Regions from separate parts of the Rattus norvegicus genome. Here region 1 is linked to region 2. The links are chromatin contacts, called in public Hi-C maps. All regions are on one chromosome and are shown on one strand. Each heading gives the region's core, a stretch centred on a gene start, on an enhancer-like site or on the middle of the called end of the contact. The rest is flanking DNA. Distances are from core to core; before and after follow the strand shown.

Region 1 (6,395 bases), core at 1,543-4,042, 1.5 Mb after region 2:
GACTCACAATCACCTGTAGTTCCAACTCCAGGGGTCAGATCCTCTCTTTAGTCACTCTGCCATTGAACCACACATTGAGTCCTTAGAATGTTTCAAAACCTAGATCTTTTGACATATAAGTCTGTAGTCATGAGCCACTAGGTATAAAAAAACAATTGCTAGGGTCTATATGAGTAACACATCTAAAACATGACCCTAACAACTATTAGTGACATTTGCTTGCCTTTTAAATTCCACGAATACTGGTATTTTAAAGATTCATTTTATCTATGTGCATGCGATGGCTATATGCTGCAAGTGTGCAGTGCTCCAGGCGCCTGTGGAGACTAGAAGAACTGGACTTTGATGAAACTGTCACTTGGGTCTGTTGTCGGTGACCTATCCAGGGTGAGATGTTGGTTCCTGTCAGGGAAAGTGATCCAAGTTCACCCACGTTTTGTTTCCTACCTCTTCCCTCCCCATCCTGTCAGCAGCACTACAGGATGTAGAGAGCGGCGCGGCGAAACAAAGATGGCGCCGACATCCAGCCTTGTCTGGATATAAACGACTTACTGCGCATGTGCAGGCTTGTCCCCTTGCTAGGGCTCCCTCTAGTGGTGAACAGCGGTACTGCACATGTGCGGTTTACGCACCAGGTGTCAGTTGACCGTTAATATGCTAATGAGGTGATTCATTCTCCGCCAATCCCTGGAGGACAAGTAGTGGGGTGATCCATGCCCCACCAATCCCTGAGAGATAATTAGCATACTGTTGTGTATATAAGTCGAGCGACTTTGCTGCTTGGGGTCCCTGTTCAAGAGAGCTGTAACACTTAAGAGAGCTGTAACACTAAGAAGAGCTGTAACACAGTAAAGGCTTGCTCGCAGAAGAATCCTGTTGCCGCGCGTCGTTCTTGCTGGTGGGACATTAGGCGTGCAACAACAGGATAAGGCTGAGAGGCAGGGCAGAGCTCTTTAGACACAAGCATTCACATAAAATGGGCCAAGCGGAAGTTACTCTCTGCACGCTTCTCCCTACTTGCTTATCTAGTGTCCCTCTGGTACCTAGGAGCTGACCCATGACAGGTGCTGAGCTGAACAGTAGGATGGGTGGCAGAGAAAGAGAGAAGGAGAAAGAGGAGGAGGGGGAGGAAGAGGAGGGAGAGGAGAAGGGAGAGGAGGAGGGGGAGGAGGGGAGGAGGAGGGATTGAGGTACATATGGAAGCCTGAGATTATCCAAACCAAGAGAGAGGGGTAGCACGAAACCACTGGACAGCTGCTGTTGCATCTCTACCTTCTGGGGTCTGGCTTGGGTTATGCATGTGTGATTTAGATTAACTTCAAAGCCTAGATTTAACATTCTTATGGACTCCATGCTCAGACATGGTTGTTCAAACATGAGAGCTAGCAGAGGAGGGGATTTACACTCCCCTTTTCTGTGAAGAGCATCTCAGGAGTCATTTACAGAATTTTTCCAGAAGCCCATGGCCTGATCCATAGCAGACACGCGAGAGATACACCCTTTGCCCTGTGTCTTTGCATGGCTGAATCCTCAAGGTTTTGAGCATCTCCCATGTAGGTAGAGTTGAGATTACAAATCTGCAAATAAGAAAGAGGAGGTGCAAGAGGAGGAGGGAAGAAAAACGAAGAGGAGGAGGAAGAAAAGAAGGTGGTAGGGGAGGAAGAAGAGGAGAAAGTGGGGGCATTAAAATATGTGGGGCAAGTGGGGTGCTGCCGAGTGTGTTTCTCACGCATCCCTGACAGCTGCCCATGAGAAAGGCATCATCAGACTCACAAGAGCTGCCAAGGAGCTGAGATGTCAGAAAAGGGAAGCTGCACAATCCTGGCCCCAGAATCCTAAATAGCCAAAGCCTGCCTAGACTCCAAACTCCTTGTTTGCATTTATCATCTTGTACCCAGGGCCTCACGTCTGGTCCGAACTGTTTCATCCCGTAATAGTCTTTGTCACCAACAACATCCAGAAAGAGGGAGTAAACAAGAATGCATGTGCCCTTAGCCCCTCTTGCCAGACTTAGACAGAGAGGAAAACATTCAGAGAAATGACACCAGAGCTCACCGGAAAGGGAGGGACGCACTTGCAGAGACAGAGGCCGAGACTCTACTGCAGACACTGCTGGCAGCTCTATGGGGGATGCTGAGTAACAACTCCAGTCTCTGACCCTCAGTCTCCTCATCTACAGTCTGAGTGTTTTGAGTACTCGGGACACATGAGCCCTCACCTCCAACACGTATGTCATCCTTGGCCCTATGTTCCAAATGGCAAGCTAAAATATGGGAATCGTGTATTTTTCAGGCCTTTAGCTCAGTACCCAACTCTGTCTCATTCATATAGCCCAAACCGGAGATTTTAGAAAACTTGACTCTATAGACTAGAGAAGTTCTCTGTGGTTTAGCTTGACTACTGCTCTAACAGAGGACCTGTCTGGCTTAACACACCCCTATTGGGCAGCTCACTCCCTCCTATAAAATAAGCTCCACTGGATTCATCTTCCTCTTCTGGCTTTCATGTACCGTGTGTGTGTCTGTGTGTGTGTGTGTGTGTGTGTGTGTGTGTGTGTGTGTGTGTGTGTGTGTGCATGCGCACGTGCGCATGCTCATGCGTGCAAGTGCAAATTGGAAATTTGAAAAAATTTAAAATAAAAATAAAATAAGGAAGCTTGAATGGAGGAGGGACAGAATACATCCCTGATCAGCTTCAGCCAAGTGAGGATCGTTCCGCAGTTTCTATTTGCCAAAGGAAAATTACATTCCACAACACCCAGAGGAGGAGGCGAAGGGAGGAAGCTGCTGCTTCCAATGAGGACTTCATTCCAGAAATCCCACATACTGGCCTCACAAGAGCCCTAGTGTGATAAAGAGATGACTATTTCGGATGAGAGGATCCAGTCCTCCGGGAGAGGTGGGAGGAGGACAAGGCCAGGGCTCACTCCCAGGGAAGTGCAGCTCAGCCCTCAATTGCGATATGTATTCTGCATTTCCAGGGTAATGACTTAGACCTGGGGAAGCCAAAAACCTGTCGCCATTAAGTATGTTTTCAATTGGGAAATGGAAGCACATAGGTCCTGGCAGCAAAACAGGAAAGCAAGTCTTCATTAGAGCTCGAGAGTTCACACCCACATCTGAGTCTGGCGGTGCAGTCGCTGCCAGGCCTGGCACAAGCTTGCTCCATCTCTGAGTCTCAGAATTCAGAATGTGAGGACACCATTTTCTCAGTAAATTTCCAGGTTTTAAAAACAACCACCAGGACATGGGAAACGGCTCAGTCAGTAAAGAGTTTGCTATGAAAGTATGATAAAACAAGCTCAACTCCCTCAGAACCTCTGTATGAGATCCAGGCACAGTATGGCATGCCTGTAATCTCAGCACAGGGGACGTGGAGATAGAGGCCAGCTGATTCAATGTGTGAGAAAACCTGTCTCAAAAACTAAGGTAGAGAACTACTGAAGTAGACACCTATCCTAGTTTCATTTCTGATGCTGTTTATATCCTGAACAGAAAACAACCAAACCAAACCAAAATGAGCAAACAAAAACAAACAAACAAAAACCCCAAGGAGGTGAATGGGTCTTATACTTCCAAACTGTAATTCATTATTTTTGGAAAGTCAAAGTAAGAATGTACGAGCCAAGAGCGAACAATGAATGTATCCTTGCTTCTTTGCCCTCAGCCAGCTTTTTCCTCTGTTATATTTTCAGGAGTTGTTGCCTAGGGGATGGTACCACCCACAGTGAGCTGTGTCTTCTACATCACTAATAAAGATATAATGTCATAAACAAACATGCTTAGAAGTCCACCTGACCTAGATTATCAGGTGATTCTAGGTGTGTCAAGTTAAGACCTACCTAGCTCAGTACCTAAAGTCAACCTCTAGCCCAAACACACACACACACACACACACACACACACACACAAGCAAACACGTAACATAGATATCACAAAAGCCTGACATGAAATCTGTTATTTCCATTTTCAACTGAATAAATGTTTTTCCTAACCCTGTCATTTCTGAACCCTCTACCCATAGCCTCAACCGTCCACCCATGAGCCTAGGAAGACAGAACTGAACACCCATGTGAGTCTCTAATACTATTTCTTGTATATCCTATAATCATGGTAGAATGACATTGGACTGTTGTGTCCTTTTCCCCCCCCAAGCTCTGCCCATCACTATATCTCACTCTTTCCCTCCTTCCTAGAACATCCCGGGAAGAACTTGATCTATGGAGTCAGGCAACAATGGCCATAGTCTGGGTCCTCATGTTGTTTCATATCTCAGTAACTTTCATTCTTGGTGAAATAGAAAATGTATGGAAAGACCATAGTGTGCAGTTGTCTGAAATTGGTCCATTCCTATCAGTCCTCTTTCTAGAATGTTCTTTTGGAATATGACAATTGCTGCTGGGCAACATTTGTGATGGGGTACGGGATTCCAGGTGGCTTAAGGTCAGGCTCCTGAGAGACCTGATAACCATAATAGAACTTGATGGCTTCATCTAGAAGAAAGGTGACACTTTGACAAAGCATGGGAAAGCAGAATAAATGTTGGGACATCAAAATTATGTGGTAATGGGTGAGCTCAGGGTTTGGTCCTTGGGCATAGAAATAGGATCAAAAATACAGATCATTGTAAGTTAGCTTATCTGTTTGGTAAGGTATCCCTTCTTTCCTGAAACCCTTCATCCTATCATTCTGCCCCTTTCCATTCTGTCTGGGAGGCAGAAAGGGATATCCTGAGAGTCTAGGCTCCCATCCCTATATGCTTTGGTTCATCAGGAACCTCTACAAGTGGGGAGACCTGAATCAGTATGAGGTGGTGCCCTGAATATGTGAGAGCTACTCAAAACCAGTGCCTACTCATTGCCCCCCGAGAAGCTCACCCAGTTTCAGCATCCCACTGACCAGATCTGCCATTCTGGCAGATCCCAGGGCCTCCACTCATCACAGACATCATCATTTAGGGTTGTCTGCAAATATGCTGCCTCCCCTTTCCCCTTGGGTCTCACAACCCACATCTGAGAATGATCCAAATAAAAACTATAGTGGAAGAGCCCCTTGGAGCAAAAGCTACCCTGAATGCCTGGGCAGCCCTGGCCAGCATGTTGGTTCCCATTTTCCACCCACCCCTGAATGCATGGGCAGCTTGAGTTGGCGTATATGCTCCCATTTCCAGTCCCTATGGCCTGCTTCTTAAATGTTTGTTTCCATAAAGGAAACACAGAAAGGCCTTAAGATTTCTGTTCTCTACTGTGCCCAAGGTAGCACTCATACAGCAAGGGATTGAACGGGGAAGTTGGTGTGTCCTCTGTGGGTCCCTTAGGGGCAAATCTCTCAGAGGCACACAAAGCTTTCCTATAACTCCTTTGAGTTATGCCTTAGGAGTACATGTCTCCCATCCCCCGTCTGCAAGATTTCCTTGTTTTTCTCAAAGTCATTTACTGATGCCTGTAGACTGACTGATGTTCTAGTCTCCATTCTGATAACACACCCTGATGAAAAGCTGTATTGGGGAACAGAGGGTTTATTTGGCTAATCTTCCAGGTCATGGAGCATCACTGAGTGAAGTCATGGAAGGAACTTGGCAGGAAAGCAAGGCAGAAACCTTGAAGGGATGCTGCTTCGGGCTCACTCGGTCTCATGCCTACCTGGCCTTCTTATGCCTGGGTAGGGCCTTGCTCAAAATGGGCCAGGTTCTCCTACACTAGTTAACAAACACGGCAGCCCCCAACAGAGACATGCCCACAGGCTGGTCTGATTTGGAAAAGTCCTCAACTGAAGTCTGTGTCTTTTTGACAGTTAAAGCTAACTGGGGCACTTCAGAACAACATAAACAAGAAAACAGAGAAGTGATGCACAAAAAAAAAAAAATAGGAAGAATAAAGGGTGAAAAATAATTACAAAAGGATAATTGTAATAGCTTTTTCTCATTGCATAAGGGACCAAGGATCATGGATCTCTAGAGTCCCAAATACAAGTAACATTTCCGCTGCTAATTTCTTCTCTGGGAACATGGCTTCACCTTCATAAACTCCATGGGGAAAATTAGATCCCGTGAGAAGGAAGGACTTTGCTACTGGTGTTACCTGTTAGCCCACAGAAATACAGAAAGACTCCAAAACACATGCTCACAATGAAAAAGAAGACATACAGCCTGCTTCCTGGATGGCCAGTGTCTATGTATCTCATGTGCTCTGAGAAACTTTTCCCTTTGTATCTGATCCCCTGTATCTCACACATGTGCATGTGCGCATACACACAGAGTGACAATCATCTTCTGGGCATAGATACTAAGATCTCTGGCATGTTTGTCTTCAGAAAGTTAGTGAAGACATTTTAAAGGAAGCCTATGGCAGAGATAGACACCCCTATCCTGCTGGGACCCAGGAAATTCTTTGGACA
Region 2 (6,550 bases), core at 3,892-6,391:
CATGGTCCTGCGACATAGATAGAGCCATGTACAGATGAAGAGGGTACCAGGGTCACTTGCTGTAGTTTCCTAGGGCAGTAGGGAGGAAGAGAACAGTACATTCAAATTGGAGAGGAGGCATAAGGCAGTACACAAGTAGGTGCCACCTCAGAGGACACCAAGGAAGTAAATACGTTCATCTTCCAATCATAGAAGGATTGGAAAGGCCTTTTGAAGAAGAGGCATGTGCCTGAACAAAGTTGGAATACCTTAGTACACAAACCCATTTAGGGGAAAGCATAGAGTCGCCCATGGCTAACACGGTCATTTTGTTCAGGGGCTACTGAGAAGATAGGCAAGCTGAACAGAAAGGAGTAGACATAAATGCCCACATCACAGGTAAAGGAGGAGAAAGGGAGACATGTTCATCAGATCCCACCATCAAGCATGGTCCTATTTTTAGAAGGGTCTGACTCCTGAAATACCTCAGTTCCTCTTGCTTCCCTGGCTCCTCGTCTCTCTGTTCATTGAACTGAGAAATTATCAGGGCTATATTCAGCCTTCGCCAATAATAACATGTAACAAAAATATCTCATAGATTGCAACTTAGGAGTGTTTTGACTGTTCCCAGCAAGTCTTTGAGAGTCACAGTGTGTACCCCACCCCCACCCTGTCTGGCTTTTTGATGAGTAAAATTGAACTATTTTTTTTTCTGCCCCAAAGTGATGTTCTTTTGTGGCTTGTCTGCTTCTTCAAGAACAGCTATACTCACATGCATTCTTCATCTCTTATTGAAACCGAGAAGCCACCATGACACCCTTCTAGGGCAGGGTATCAAAGGTTTGGAGACGACTACCCACCTTTCTGCAAACCTGATGGGGAAAGAGGTAGCCCTGAAACTCCATTACCACCTTGCTCCCATGAGACTAAAAATGTCTTCCTTATAGACAGGATGTGAACCTTAGCAACAAGGTACACAGCTGTAATTCACATAGGAAGTGGGAGTCCATTGGATGAGAAGTATTATTGTAATCTTTACCGTCATTTCCCCTGCAATTCTTGCTATTGTTTCCTTTACCCAAAGGAGCTTTGACCTCACTGTTTCCTCCTGAATCTCATTGACATTGCTCAACTAGTCTATAGTGAGATTCTATAGGAGTTTGTGTCCTTCTGAGTCAAGTGGGAGCCACCAGAACCCTTACTTCAGGACCATGTCATAACATTAATTATTCTTCCCTGTGGAGATCAGATGTTTGCTCCCACAGATCATGGGGAGCCTTTTCAAAGACATCATGGCTTCTTCAGTAGGCCCCAGTTCAGCTTCCAAACACAGAAGACGCTTGGAAAGTGAATGGAGGAGAAAGAAAATGCACTGCATGTTTCAAGCATATGGGGTGCTACTTTCAGGATGATTCTTAGATTTGATTGGACTATAAACGTAGAGATTGGCACTCCAGCATTGACCTGCTTGCCTTTTGCACTCCCTTACTCCCTTAGCTTAAACCATGTCTTCTTTTCCTCAGTTTTCTCATCCATCAAGTGGAAATCTGTCCTAACTTACTTTCACTTACTATGATAAATCCTATGGCCAAAAGCAATTTGGGAAAGGGTTTGTATATTGAAGTTCATCATGGAGGGAAGACAAGGTAGGCAGTCAAGGCAAGAATATGGAGTCAGGAAGTGAAGTAGAGAACCTAAAGGAACTCTGCATACTGGCTTGCTCCTCTTGGTTTGCCTAGGAGTGGTGCCACCCACAGTGGACTGGACCCACATCAGTCAGTAGTCAAGTCAGATATGCCCACTGGCCAGTCTAATGGAGATAATTCCTCAGCTGGGGTTCCTTCTTCCTGTGTGACTCTAGTTTGTATCAAGTTGACAAATGCTAACCAGCACAAGACCCAGAGGACCCACAAAGAAGGTCTGGTCATAGTGTGTAGGAACTGTGGACATGGCTGTCCATTCGGTATGTGCGACCTACTGAGAAGTGTAAGCTCTTCTGTTTTAGCGGTGTTGGGCTCGAGCACAGGGCCTTGCAGATGTTGAGCAAATTCTTTAAGGCTGAGGTACTGCAACAGCCCAGTTCTGTAACCTTCTAGTTCATTTGGAGTCCTTGTGAGCATTTAGTCCACCAAATCCCGTGTTTACACAACATGCATGTCTTCGTGTCTTCTGTGATGTTTAAAAATACCTCTGAGGAAAAGGAGGATAGTTGAGCATGAGTGCTGGGCAGGGATGTTTAGGGATTAGGTTTTGTTTAGGAATTACTGTCCCTTCATTTCTTTATTCCATCATGCTCTTGGCTGTCTTCCCTCACTCTCCTCCATGACTCTCCTCCATAATAGACATGTACATTGAGTCTCTGCCACCCATGTGTTCACATTATCCTGCAGGACATTGTATAAAAAATTAGAGGTGGTTTATGTCTAGATGGTCCAGCTCAATGGCCGCCCAAAGCTGCAGAGCTCTTGAAACACGGTGGGCATGACTGAGGGCCTGGAAGCTTTATTTGACTAAATTTAAGTAACTTAAGAAACCAGATGTCCCTGGTGGCTGTTGTATTACACAATATGAAGAAGGCTCAGACAAAAGGCCACACTGTGCCTTGCTCCTGAGGGTCTCTGGTCCACAGGGGTCAGACATTGTGACTGACAATCAGCAATAGAACAAACCTGAACGTGGAGACTGGTGGCCAGTGCTGAGAAAAATGGTGCTGTCATAGGATCCCAGAAGACGCTAGCCCAGAGTGCAGACCGGCAAGCCTCAATTCTGTTTTCTCGTAAGATTTATTTTTTGTGTGTATGTACGTGTGCCCGAGTGAATTCATGTATGCTATGTATGTATGGGTACCTGTGAGGGACAAAAGAGGGTATCAAACCTCCTGGAACTGTAGTTACAGGCAGTTGTCAGCCACTCCTTGTGGGTGCTAGGAACTGAACTCAGGCCGCCAAGAGTTGTTACTGCTCTTAACTCCAGAGCCATCTCTCCAGCCCTTGTTTGCTTGTTTTTAAATTGTGTGTATGGGAGGGGAGGGGAGGGAGCAGTGACTATGAGCAAATGTATGCTGTGGTGCGCACCTCATAGGAAACAGGATCTCCCTAGACACTCACTGCTGCATAGGCTATGCTACCTGCCCTGTGAGCGTCTCATGGACCTTCTCTGCCCCCCATGTCCTGGTAGAAGCTCCTGCTTTGTGAATGTCTACACCACCTCACCTGCTTTGGATTGGCTTCTGAGGATCCAAGTGCAGGACATTGTTCTTGCACAGCATCTCCCCAGCGTGAAACAAACAAGCAAACAACCCTATTATCTTGTGTGCATGTGTCTGGAGGTCAGAGGACAATTTCTTGGAGTCTATTTTCACTCTGTGGATCCCCAGGGATGGGACTTGGGTCACATGGCACATGGCAAATACTTCCTGCTTGCCAAACCCAGGGCAGCTACTTCCTGTACATGCTAACACACTGCAGCTTGTTGGGGTGGTTACCACCAGCTACAGAGACGGCACTTCTGAGATTCAAGTCTGTGACTGTCTCGTCTCCCAATTTTAGCTTCTTACTGAGCTGAGCCTGAACCCCATGCAGCCTGCTTCCCGATTTACCCTTCCACCTCTCCAGAATCCTCTGCTGGATTCTTTTTCACTCTGGTTCTGGGTAACCAGTGATCCACCCCCATTAGGCCCCACCCCTGCTGAAGGCCCGTTTCATATAACCGGCTTAGCACTTGGTAAAGAATGAGGTGACAGCGAGGCCACAAGCTGATAAATACACTGGTATTTACCTAATGCCGGACCTCACTATGATTGATGTCTGTGTTGTTGAGCAGGGTGTCACATGTTCATGCTGTCATCCTGGTCTCGAGATGACTGTGAGGATGGGGCCAAGTCATTTCACAATTTGGGTGAGCGTTCCAAGCTTCTCGGAAGACCGACGCATTAGAAATTCGAAGTATGAAATTAAAGGTGCGATCTCCTAGTCATTTTACTTAGCACCTTCTGCATTGTGTCTTCTCAGCACATCAGGTGAGAGCCTCCTCCCCCTACTGCTCTCCCATGTGCAAACAAAGGCTTACAGAGAAGAGAGCACTTTGAAGGAAGATTTCTCTTGGAAAACCATATAACCGATTGCATTTGTGTCCCCAGCCAGGCCCGAGCCACTTCTGTCTTCTCTGTTGAAAGGTACTGATCCTGGGGCCTCCAGCACCAGCTCCAGGCTGGTTCTTTTAAGGGAAGCCCAGCAGTGTGTACTTCCCACAAGGTGGTTCTTGGATATGATATGATACCTTCCCCACCTCCCCACCTCCAGGCAGTCACCTGCTTGGTTCATTCCAAACCCGAGTTTAGATTCCCAGCTATTTTTTTTGGGGGGGGGGGAGTTGACAGGTCTGAGTTAAAGCGATGAACTTAATCCTCTCTTGGAATGCTGGAAGGAGTTTGTGGGGATCTCTGTAGCATCTAAAATTATCTGCCCTGCATATCCCACTATCGGGAAACAGATATGGCTCCGACAAGTCATCCTGATTTTTTTTTTTTTAAATAAAATTTTAAAGTCCTGAAAAGGCAGCTACCACCAAGCCTAGCTAACACCAGTCATTGGCTCTGTGGCAGGGTCTGTGTGCAACACTGTATAGTTGTACTATTCCTTACTTGCCTGGATAGACTCCACCACTCCACTTTTGGGCCCAGGAACCCAGAGCGCAGAGAATGGCAGCTGACCACACAGCTAGTAAGTGTTAGAGCCATAGTCAACAGCCAGATTTGGGAGCTCATCTCCTAATCAGGATAGCCGAGGCCCTGCTTGTTTGTTTATTATTTTAATTCCCAGGTAGCAAGTTGGTTGCAAAGGTTAGACCTTTGGCTCCACAGGATCGGAAAAGGAGAATCGGGAGGGGGAAAGGTTTGGGAATTGGGCAGGCATAAAGGTTGATCTGTCCCTTTCTTCATCTCCCGTGTTAGCTTAAAACCAAAGGCTCCAGATCAAGGAGCCCCTGCAGGGAGACTTTTCTAGCCAACCATCAATGCAGAGGGCCAGCATCTCTAAGGCGAGCACAGTTGAGAACTACAGCAAAAACAAGCTTGCTTTTCTCGTGGCCTGGACCAAGTGCTTGACTGGAGGCAAGTTCAGGGAAAGGAGCTCACAGTTCATGGCTTAAAGTCCATCTTGGCAGGAAGAGCACGCAATCCCAGAGCCTTACTCACCACCAGACGCACGGGCAAGCAGAGGGAGGGGAATGCTGTTGCTCAACTTTCTTTCTCTTTCCCCTTGGGGACTTCAGCCCAAGAGGTTGTGTCATCTACATCAAGAGAGGTCTTTTCTTTCTCACGTGCCTTCCCTGGAAAACCACCCTCACAGATAACACATAAATGTGTGCCTCAGAAACGCCCCCGTGGAAGCTTTCCTGGTGCTACCCTGGTGGAGCTTTAACAGAACCAAGGTGGTTTTGTTGTTGTTGGTTTGTTTTTTCCTTAGACCATGATGGCCCCAAACTCAGAGATCCACCCATCTCTGTCTCCCAAATGCTGATATTAAAGCAGTGTAACCACCACCACCACCCAGCCAAAACAAACTATTTTTAATAAATAAATGATGTTGACAGGGTTCTAGGTACTTCAGATCTTCGTCAGACCCTTAGAGGCCACAAGAGGCAGGTCCAAAGAGGAATCTTCATCCCCAGCCTTAGACGCTCAGGTGTCCACTCAATCACCACTTGGAGAGCATCCTTTCAATCATGCGGTAAATGGTTGATTTATTGAGATTGCACTTATCCTTTGGACATCAGAGAGAGCTAAGGGCTATAATAAAATACTAAATTCACCCAAACCAAAAGACCCCTGCACTAGCATGACTTCCATGGTATTGTGGAGAGGATGTTAAACAAGTAGACAAGCCAATATTACACAGACCACGGTGGAGTGCTGGACAGAAGGCTCAGTGCTGGACAGATGGCTCAGTGGTTAAGAACACCTGCTACTTGTCCAGAGGACCCAAGCAAGTGTGGTTCCCAGCATCTACATCAGATATAATGTCTGTAACTCCAGCCCCAGGAAATGATGCCTCCTTTTGGCATACACATACATGTGCACATAGCCCTTCCCCCCATATGCATATAATTAAAAATAGAATAAAAATCTTTAAATAAAAACATCAACCTGGACTAGAGAGATGGCTCAATGGTTAAGAGCACTGACTGCTCTTCCAGAGGTCCTGAGTTCAAATTCCAGCAACCACATGGTGGCTCACAACCATCTGTAATGAGATCCAATGCCCTCTTCTGGTGTGTCTGAAGACAGCTACAGTGTACTTATATATAATAAATAAAGAAATCTTTTAAAAAATTCAACCAGATAAGATGTGTGTGTGTGTGTGTGTGTGTGTGTGTGTGTGTGTGTGTGTTGAGGAACATGCTAAGGAGATGATATCTGAACAGAGGAAACAAGGCTCATCTGCAGTGGGAAGGACTGTAAGGGAGAGAATGTTCCTGGCCTGACTGCTCCAGGTATAGATGCCAGACTTGTGTCTTTCTCATTTAACACATTTACTTTTCCACTCTATACAAACGCTATTATTTAGTCTCT

Evidence for each region. Hi-C and Micro-C count contacts between places; a contact is called where the count stands out from the background.
Region 1: a Hi-C map of mammary epithelial cells shows a contact between it and region 2, with 3 times the contacts expected there. The contact joins two enhancer-like sites. A contact is called at or near these places in 3 of 12 Hi-C or Micro-C datasets (the A7r5 cell line, Schwann cells and mammary epithelial cells).

The regions. Positions count from the first base shown.
Region 1 is chr19:61,360,104-61,366,498 of GRCr8, forward strand. It overlaps the pseudogene LOC120098592. Among named protein-coding and RNA genes, the nearest start is that of Dynlrb2, 66 kb to the right of the region's middle. Within about 2 kb of position 2,793, at least 6 of the 93 cell types and tissues checked have an H3K27ac peak or open chromatin away from gene starts, as enhancers often do.
Region 2 is chr19:59,893,055-59,899,604 of GRCr8, forward strand. The region is part of intron 8 of Wwox (WW domain-containing oxidoreductase); the gene reads left to right. Among named protein-coding and RNA genes, the nearest start is that of Trnal-cag16, 340 kb to the left of the region's middle. Within about 2 kb of position 5,142, at least 11 of the 93 cell types and tissues checked have an H3K27ac peak or open chromatin away from gene starts, as enhancers often do.